2 separate regions of the Muntiacus reevesi genome follow, and region 1 is linked to region 2. A link is a contact called in public Hi-C data. All regions are on one chromosome and are shown on one strand. The core of a region is the stretch at or near the end of the contact, and the rest is flanking DNA. Distances in the headings are between cores, read along the strand shown. Region 1 holds the start of PARP2 (poly(ADP-ribose) polymerase 2). Region 2 holds the start of RNASE12 (ribonuclease A family member 12 (inactive)).

Evidence for each region. Hi-C and Micro-C count contacts between places; a contact is called where the count stands out from the background.
Region 1: a contact with region 2 is called in a Hi-C map of muscle, with 8 times the contacts expected there. The contact joins the promoter of PARP2 here to the promoter of RNASE12 in region 2. A contact is called at or near these places in 2 of 3 Hi-C or Micro-C datasets (blood and muscle).

What each region holds. Positions count from the first base shown.
Region 1 is chr7:25,902,485-25,906,460 of mMunRee1.1, forward strand. It overlaps PARP2 (poly(ADP-ribose) polymerase 2), which reads right to left and starts at 1,892. Exons shown (of 16, transcript XM_065940117.1): 1 at 1,763-1,892; 2 at 751-885; 3 at 348-418. The coding sequence starts at 1,805. CCNB1IP1 (cyclin B1 interacting protein 1) reads left to right here and starts at 3,766. Exons shown (of 6, transcript XM_065940505.1): 1 at 3,766-3,824.
Region 2 is chr7:25,640,515-25,644,526 of mMunRee1.1, forward strand. RNASE12 (ribonuclease A family member 12 (inactive)) reads left to right here and starts at 1,660. Exons shown (of 3, transcript XM_065941568.1): 1 at 1,660-1,894. It overlaps TRNAT-UGU (transfer RNA threonine (anticodon UGU)), which reads left to right and starts at 903; the gene lies at 903-975. It overlaps TRNAP-AGG (transfer RNA proline (anticodon AGG)), which reads left to right and starts at 1,302; the gene lies at 1,302-1,373. It overlaps TRNAL-AAG (transfer RNA leucine (anticodon AAG)), which reads right to left and starts at 3,148; the gene lies at 3,067-3,148.

The DNA.
Region 1 (3,976 bases), core at 642-3,141, 260 kb after region 2:
GTCTAACTCAGTAAAGGCAACCTGTTCCAGAAGGAGCCTTTCTTCTGTATTCTTCAAATCCTTTTCCCATTCATCAGTAACTCATGCCATACATACCAGTGCACAGTGTCTCACTAGAACACTGATAACGATACAATTCTCTAATTGAGAAAGAGGTGTGGAAAGTTGATGACAACTCCATAAGTTAACCATGCTAGAAAACACCATGATTAGTACTCCCAAACCCCATGCTGTTCATCCCTTGGAAAAATTTTGGAGAGGATTCCTAAAATACATAATAGCAATGTTCCAGACAAGAATCCCAATGAGAACAATGGTTCTTTGAGAAATTAGTGGGAGTCTCTTACCTTCCCCACCTTGGCTGTGCACTCTGGGTCCACAGGAGCTTTGCCCTTTAACAGTAAGGTCTTCACAGACTCTGAGGGAAGACAGATAAGTACTATATCTACTTGTATGGGAAACAAAAACAGCTGTCATGGTTAGATAGAAACCTGTCATAAGTCACTCTGCCCTTCCCAAGCAAACTTGATCTGCTCGAGTCTCAGTTTATTATAATAAAATATGTGAAACTAAAGCTTTTGAGAAACTAGGTTAGTCCTATGGTATGCCCAAAAGATAGAAAGTTAATTATATCTTCAAGGAAAGAAGAAATGAGTTGAAAGAACAAAAACAAAGAACTCTCCCACCCTCAGCCCTCCCAAGGACCCTCCTGCTGGTCCAACTCCTTCTTGGTGTATGTCGAGGGCTGACCTTGCTTGTTTTCAGTCTTGTCATTATCTGCCTTTCCTTCAGCCACAGGCTCCTTTTTCACCCTGTGACATTTTCGAATTTTCTTTGCAGGAGGAGGGTCTTCTGCAACTGTTTTGCCATTATTAACTCTTTCAGCTTCATTCAGAATAGGCAAGAAGAATGGGCAAAGAAGCAAAAGAAAGAATGAGTACAGACTGAATACGATGCTACTATGCAAAAACATCTTTTTAAAAATATAGATTAAGATGGTTTTGTAAATTTACAAAGGAATAATAACTGCCATACCACTCAGGAAACAGTCTGAATTCCTGAACTGCTATTCTAGCCAAACAAAACAAAACAACTCACAGATCATGTGAGTTCATGGCCTCAGGCATCAGTCTTAAACTGCTTATCTCTTCTGCTTACTTGTGCCCCAATACCCTCCAAATACCTACCCTCAAACTACTAGAGGTGGTATGAAATAGTTTACTAGAGTGCTCTGGAGTCTGTGCCCTGTCTCTGCTAACTGGACAATCAGTGTAGAAGTTATTTCATCTCTTTGTACTTCAGTTGCCCTAACTGAAAAATCCAGAGGAAGACAACACATTTAAGAACACAATACACAGAGTATGATATGTCATAAGCCAATTTTAAGAGCTGCATTTTATAATCTCTGAAACTGGGATGCATTTTACAAGGGATGATTTATAAGCTGCGAATCACGTTTTAACTGGAAGCGTTTTTCCTTGCTCAGTGGTACATAAAATAATGCTGCACCTTACACTTAATTTAACTGTTTTGTATTAGGTATTTAAAACCGTGTTGGCACTAAGCTGTAACAGGTCAACAGGCGGTCAGACACAATTTTGTAACCCCCCCAAAGCTATGACAACCGAAATTGCCAAAGTTCGGCATCAAAACAAATGCTGGTTCAGGGAGCGATGGAATTAGGAAGGGCTATAGTAGAAGGCACAGCTCCTTTTCTGAATCCCCGCTCCCAGTATTCTGGCCCCCACAGCTCACTCCGAACCTCGCGCTCTGCCGCCGGCAGTCCTCCGCTGCCGAGCTGCCATGGAGCCCGAACGCTGACGTCATCAGCCCTCTCCCAGGAATCGCGAGCGCAGTCTAAAGGCGGGAACCGTAGTGCGTGCACGTCCCAGCGTGGAACTGCCAGGGGCGGGACGCACTACAGTATTTGCATATCGCAATGTCTTATGGGGAGTCACCGTAAGCGACAAGTGGCTTTAGGTCTGAGCACGTTATAAGTGCTCTTTGCGCGTGTTTTTCGCCATGGGGCGGCGGGAAGCTCATCAGTGGGGCTACGAACTGAGTGCGCTTAGTCACTCTAGCCAATGTCCCTTGGGAAGGTCTGAGACTAGGGCCATAGAGCGGCCCTAACAGGGCCCTCCCTGAGCTTCGGGGAGGTGAGTTCCCAGAGAACGGGGCTCCGCGCGAGGGTAGACTGGGCAGGAGATGCCATGGACCCCGCCCTTGCGGAGGGGCCTGGCGGATGCCTCCTTAGCCGGAGCTTGGAACAGACTCACGGCCAGCGAAGTGAGTTCAATGGCTGAGGTGAGGTACCCCGCGTGGGGGCCTCATAACCCAATTCAGACTACTCTCCCGCCCGTCCTTTTTAAATGAAATGCTGCTTTAAGGAGAGAATGGTAATGAACTCAGATTTTTAGAACGGGTGGGTGCCACCGTGGGGGATGGGTGGGGGCGCGGGATATCCCACAAGCTCCATTTCAGACACTGCATTAAAACTCAGATTCTGCGTTTTTAACAACAACCAAGTATTGGTGACTTTCATATAGATTTTTATCCACATATTTATTGGACACCTTGGCGAGTTTTGGCAATATGGTAGTTCAGCCAAAATAGACATGGTTCTTGGTTCTTGGGGACAGACATTAATCAAGTAATCACACAAGCAAAAGCAGCAATGGTGCTATAAGAAGTATACAGTACTTACGGAAGTTGTGTGAACTGTTAGTCGCTCAGTTCTGTCTAATTCTTTGCTAGCCCATGGACTATAGCTCTCCAGGCTCCTCTGTCCATGGGATTTTTCCAGGCAAGAATACTGGACTGGGTTACAATTCCCTTCTCCAAGGAATCTTCCGCACCCAGCGGTTGAACCCATGGGAAAGTAGTACTTTAGGGCTGTGTATTGTCACCTTGCTTACTTAACTTATATGCAGAGTACATCATGGGAAATGACGGGTTGGATGACTCACAACCTGAAATCAAGACTGCTGGGAAAAATAAAAACAACCTCAGATATGCAGATGATACCACTCTAATGACAGAAAGCCAAGAGGATCCTGGCAGGCTGCAGTCCATGGGGGGGTCGCAAAAGAGTCAGACGCTAGTTAGCGACCAAACAACATTAACAATGCTATGAGCTTTACATATATTTAATTCTCACAACAACCCTGTTGTTAGGTAGGTATTATTGTCTATATTTTACAGTTGAGAAAATTGAACTCTAGAAAAATGTGAGTAATTTATTCAAAGTCGCAGTGTATTGGTTTGCTAGGGCTGCCATTACTAAAAACTACAGACTGGATTGCCCAAACAAGAAAAATTTATTTTCTCAAAATTTTGAAGGCTAGAAGCCCAAGATAAAGGTGTTGGCAGCATTGGTTTCTCTAAGGCCTTTCTCCTTGGATTGCAGGTGACTGTCTTTTTCCGGTATCTTTCTTACTAAGCTTGTTAACTTGAATATTTCCCTGATGGTTAAGTTCTAACTTGAGTAGATCTAGACTAATTAACCCAAAAGAATGAAAATTGGAGTAGGTCCATCTAAACTAGAATGTGTGTAAATACCTTGAATTAGTCCGTGCTAAGTATATTAACTCAAAAGGAAGCTTGGTTTAAAAAGTTTAATCTAAGAACAGTGCAAGTAGCATCTTTGGTCCTTAAGGAGACAGGTACCTGAAGCGGGTGGGGGTAGGAGGGCAGGTTGCATCTTTCCAGCACTTTTAAGGTAAAGGAGGGAGGGAATAATCATTAGCCAATCAGGCTCAGAGGTCACTTCTCAAAGTCACTTCCTGTCTCTCCACTTCCTCTCTTTTCATTTTGGTGGTGGGCTGGTGAGTATGCATTTAATTTTGATTCCTAATTGTTTTGAATTTCTCTTCAGTTTGAGGCACTATATCCTTGTGGCAGCCTTAATTTCCAGCTAGCCTTGGAGTGTATGTGAGCTACTAAGCGATTAATTTCGGCTGTGTGGAAATTGGAGGAA
Region 2 (4,012 bases), core at 410-2,909:
ATTTAGGTATGGAATTTAAAGGTCACAGTAACTTTCAGATTTCTTGCAGACTTAATGATCTTGGGCAAATGACATTAAAAATTAGTGAGTACACGAGCAGGCCTATGGTCAGAGAATCTAAATCTTACTAAATAAAAGTGGTTCGCTTCTTGGGCTTGCATGAGTCAGTCCTTTCCCCCCGCAATGTTCTAGTCTATGGCTATATTTGCAGTAAAAAATAAGTACAAGATTTTTTGTAGTTAAATAAATTTTTAGTTCCTGTTTACTAGCTTATAAAAACAGGATCTCTAAAAAGTGAAAACAAAATCCCCTTTAAAAGATTGTATTATTCATACCAAGGATACCTGCAAATCCATATGTCTTTAAGGAAAGATTAAAATTTTCCTCTCTAGCACCTCTTTTCCCTGCTTGCTCTTAACCGTGAACCTTTGAGTGGCAATAATTCCAACATACAAGCAAGAGTTAGGGGCTCTGGGATTCAGAAAAGACAAAAAACCGTGTGGTAAACCTCTTCCCACCTTCTCTGTGGATTTCACCACCACATGAGAAAAGGGAGTGCACCATAACGTCCCTGCCTGTCGGATACCCTCTATATGCGCCTTTTTATTCTCAGGTGGGTCTCTCGAGTGCCCAAGTATCTGGAGTTCTGGCATATGCATCCTTTCTGGGCAGCAGAGACACAGAAGGCAATGTCTCAGCCGACTATCAGGGTAAGGGACTAGAAGACAGTCTAGTAGTGACTCTGCTCAAAGCAGAGTCTTTTGGAGTGGTTGACAGAACACAGAAAGATTTCAATTTTGCAGCATACCTTAGTTTTTGCTTGGATCAAAATGCCATTTAACACAGTAATCTTACTGAAAACAACTATAACAGGGAAGATAGAGACGCAGCATACACGAGAGGGCTCCATAGCTCAGGGGTTAGAGCACTGGTCTTGTAAACCAGGGGTCGCGAGTTCAAATCTCGCTGGGGCCTGATGGTCGTTTTTTTCCCCGCCTCCTAAGCCGTGGCCACAGGGCGAGGGAACCCGTGCGGCTGTTCTGGCAGATCTCCTCTGCCGTCGGCAGCGCGTCATAAGACTTTCAGGCCAAGTGGACGTAGCTCCCCCTCTGCTGTCCTGGTCTGGACCCACGATCACAGTTGATAAATCCTCCGCTGCGTCAGGCACGCGCTCGCTGGGGAAACGACACGCATTTCTGCCGGTAGAAGGCACTCAAACTCCTGTGTCTTAGAAACGGCTAGTGACGTGGCCTAGTGACGTGCGTGAGCCTTGAGGCGGAATTAATGGGCTATCTCACTGTGGCTCGTTGGTCTAGGGGTATGATTCTCGCTTAGGGTGCGAGAGGTCCCGGGTTCAAATCCCGGACGAGCCCACCTTTGTTTGCTTCTGGTAATTTATTTAAAATATATGTGCTATCGCATTTTGTTCTCTCTACTCTGCTTTGAAAAGTTGCGGCACAGGGCCCTTAGAAAAGAGAAATGGTAAAGTTACGGAGAACTACGAGTTTTTCAATTCTGTCTGATGATGCGATTCCCCACTCTTCTGGCTTGCAGGCTGACGTGGCAGCTCCGAGAGCCTGTCTCCAGACCTCGCAGGTGCATCTGCTGTGAAAATGCAAATGGTCACATGTTCCCTTTCCCAGTCTAGCGCCAGGGATCCCGTTCAGTAAATAAAATAGTGTATGGGAAACTGAAGAAGGAAAGGAGCAGGTTGCCCTGACTGGACTGACTCCATTTTTTAAAAAAACAGGAACTCCACCTTACACTCTCGGCGGACTTTGGACTGCATACCTAGGGAGTCATAGAGATGAAATACCAACAGCCAAGCAGGCCTCCCTGGCGGATAAAAACCAGACCAGGCCGACCCCGTACCTAGACCTCCCGGAGCCAGAAGGTACGCAATGTCCACTGTGTAATCTTTTTTTTTTTCTTAAGAGTTTTATTTTTTTTTTTCATTTATTTTTATTAGCTAGAGGCTAATTACTTTACAATATTGTAGTGGTTTTTGCCATACACTGACATGAATCAGTCATGGATTTACATGTGTTCCCCATCCCGATCCCCCCTCCCGCCTCCCTCTCCATCCCATCCCTCTGGGTCTTCCCAGTGCCCCAGCCCTGAGCACTGGTCTCATGCATCCAGCCTGGGCTGGCGATCTGTACCACTATGTAATCTTAATAATACTTATTGATGTAGACTGAACTCTATGTCCAGATAGCTTTAGAATGTAAATTTATGGCTGTAACCTGATTGTATCTCTTACTAACATTGTCCAGAGTGGACTTTAGAGAATTTGGAGATGTGGGCTTGGGCACGTACACTTTGTATAAAAGGTTGTCACCAAGTCGGTAGGGGTCCTTGGCTAAGGAGGAAACTGCCTGGGACCCGCCATGTAATAAACTGCACTTCACGATCCAGGCTGTCCTTCTGAGTGAGTTCGCTTCCCAGAGCGTTTGGCTGTAACAAAACTGCTTGGCAACTTCAAATAGTGCTAAACACAAACTGCTTTTCCCGCCCCTGAAGGAACGCGGGTCTGAAATGTACTAACATAATCTCCATTTTAAGCGTGTGTGATACATTATCCTTTAAAAGAGTTTTTATGTAGTATCACATACTGTGGTGTCTTCTTTGTTTTCTCTTTCTCCTACTCCACACTCCTGTTAGTGTGGAGTTAAAAAACAAGCAAACAAACAAAAACCAAAAAACCAAACAACACTCACGTAGAGTAAGGTCATCTCTAGCGGAGGAATTAGAATGATTGTTTGTTCAGACGCTCAGTCGTGTCCGACTGTTTGCGACCCCATGGACAGTAGCACGCCGGGTTTCTCTGTCCTTTATCGCCTCCCGGAGCTTACATTACCGTTTTGCCGGCGATGCCATTCAACCCTCTCATCCTGCCTTGAATCTTGCCCAGCAACAGGGTCTTTTCCAAAGCACAAAACTGGGCACGTCCATACTCTATCAAGCACTGAACATCAGTAGGGAGAGGAAAGTCAAGAAACTGTATTAAAGTGGCAGGATCGGCGGAGTCAAGGATATTTGATCTGCATGGTTTCAAAAACCACCTGGCAGCGGTGGGATTCGAACCCACGCCCCCGAAGAGACTGGAGCCTTAATCCAGCGCCTTAGACCGCTCGGCCACGCTACCTACAGACGGCGCTTAGGGCCATACGCTTTATGATCCTCTCTCCTCCCAGTCCCTCCACACCCAGTGATTCACATATTTATTATTTGGGGAGGCTCTTCGTATCTACCCCGCCCCCACGCTTTCTTCCTGATTTGATTTGCTTTCTTTCTTCTTTGAAGCCAGAGTGCTTGTGATTTATGGGAAGACTCTTATTGCACAAGAGCGCCTCGAGAGGCCGGACAACCTTTGTTAGCTCTAACGGGTACCGAGCGCCTGCCTGGGCCCGGCACAGTCTGGTCGCCCGGGAGAGTCGGCCCTCCCGGGTCTTGGGGATGCTTTTCGTGGAAAGCGCCACACGGCGAGAGCTTTCGGTCCTTAAGATGCTGAGTCTGGGGTCCTGCGGCGAGAAAGCGTCTGGATCTTCCTAGAGGAGACGCAGAAGCTCGCCAGGCGGTGAGTTCCATAGCTTAAAAGGGAGAGCCAGAAAAGTCCCAAACCGAACCCAGGAAACAGTCAGTAATGTGCCGAAGCCTGAAGAAGCCTACCAGTTGGGCCCCAGTCTCCAGCCCGCAGCGGACCGAAAACAGATGCTCTGTCAGCAACGCGGGTCCACTCCCCTCCCCAGTATCACAGGATCACCCCTCGGCCTGTGACTGCCCCTAATGCAATTGCCTACCTTCGTTCCCGCAGCGTCTTTGGCTCACTCAGAAGCGAAAACATGCTGCGCAATTATTTTTTGTTGATCCTGAATCTTTTTTCTTAAAAACGATCTGTGGAATAGCAATCCGTAATGTGGACGAGAGTGCAGTGATTTATTCTTCCACTAGGTGTCACCCACGTCCATAGTTAGCAAAAGATTTTTGCAACCAACTGTAGACGTGGCTA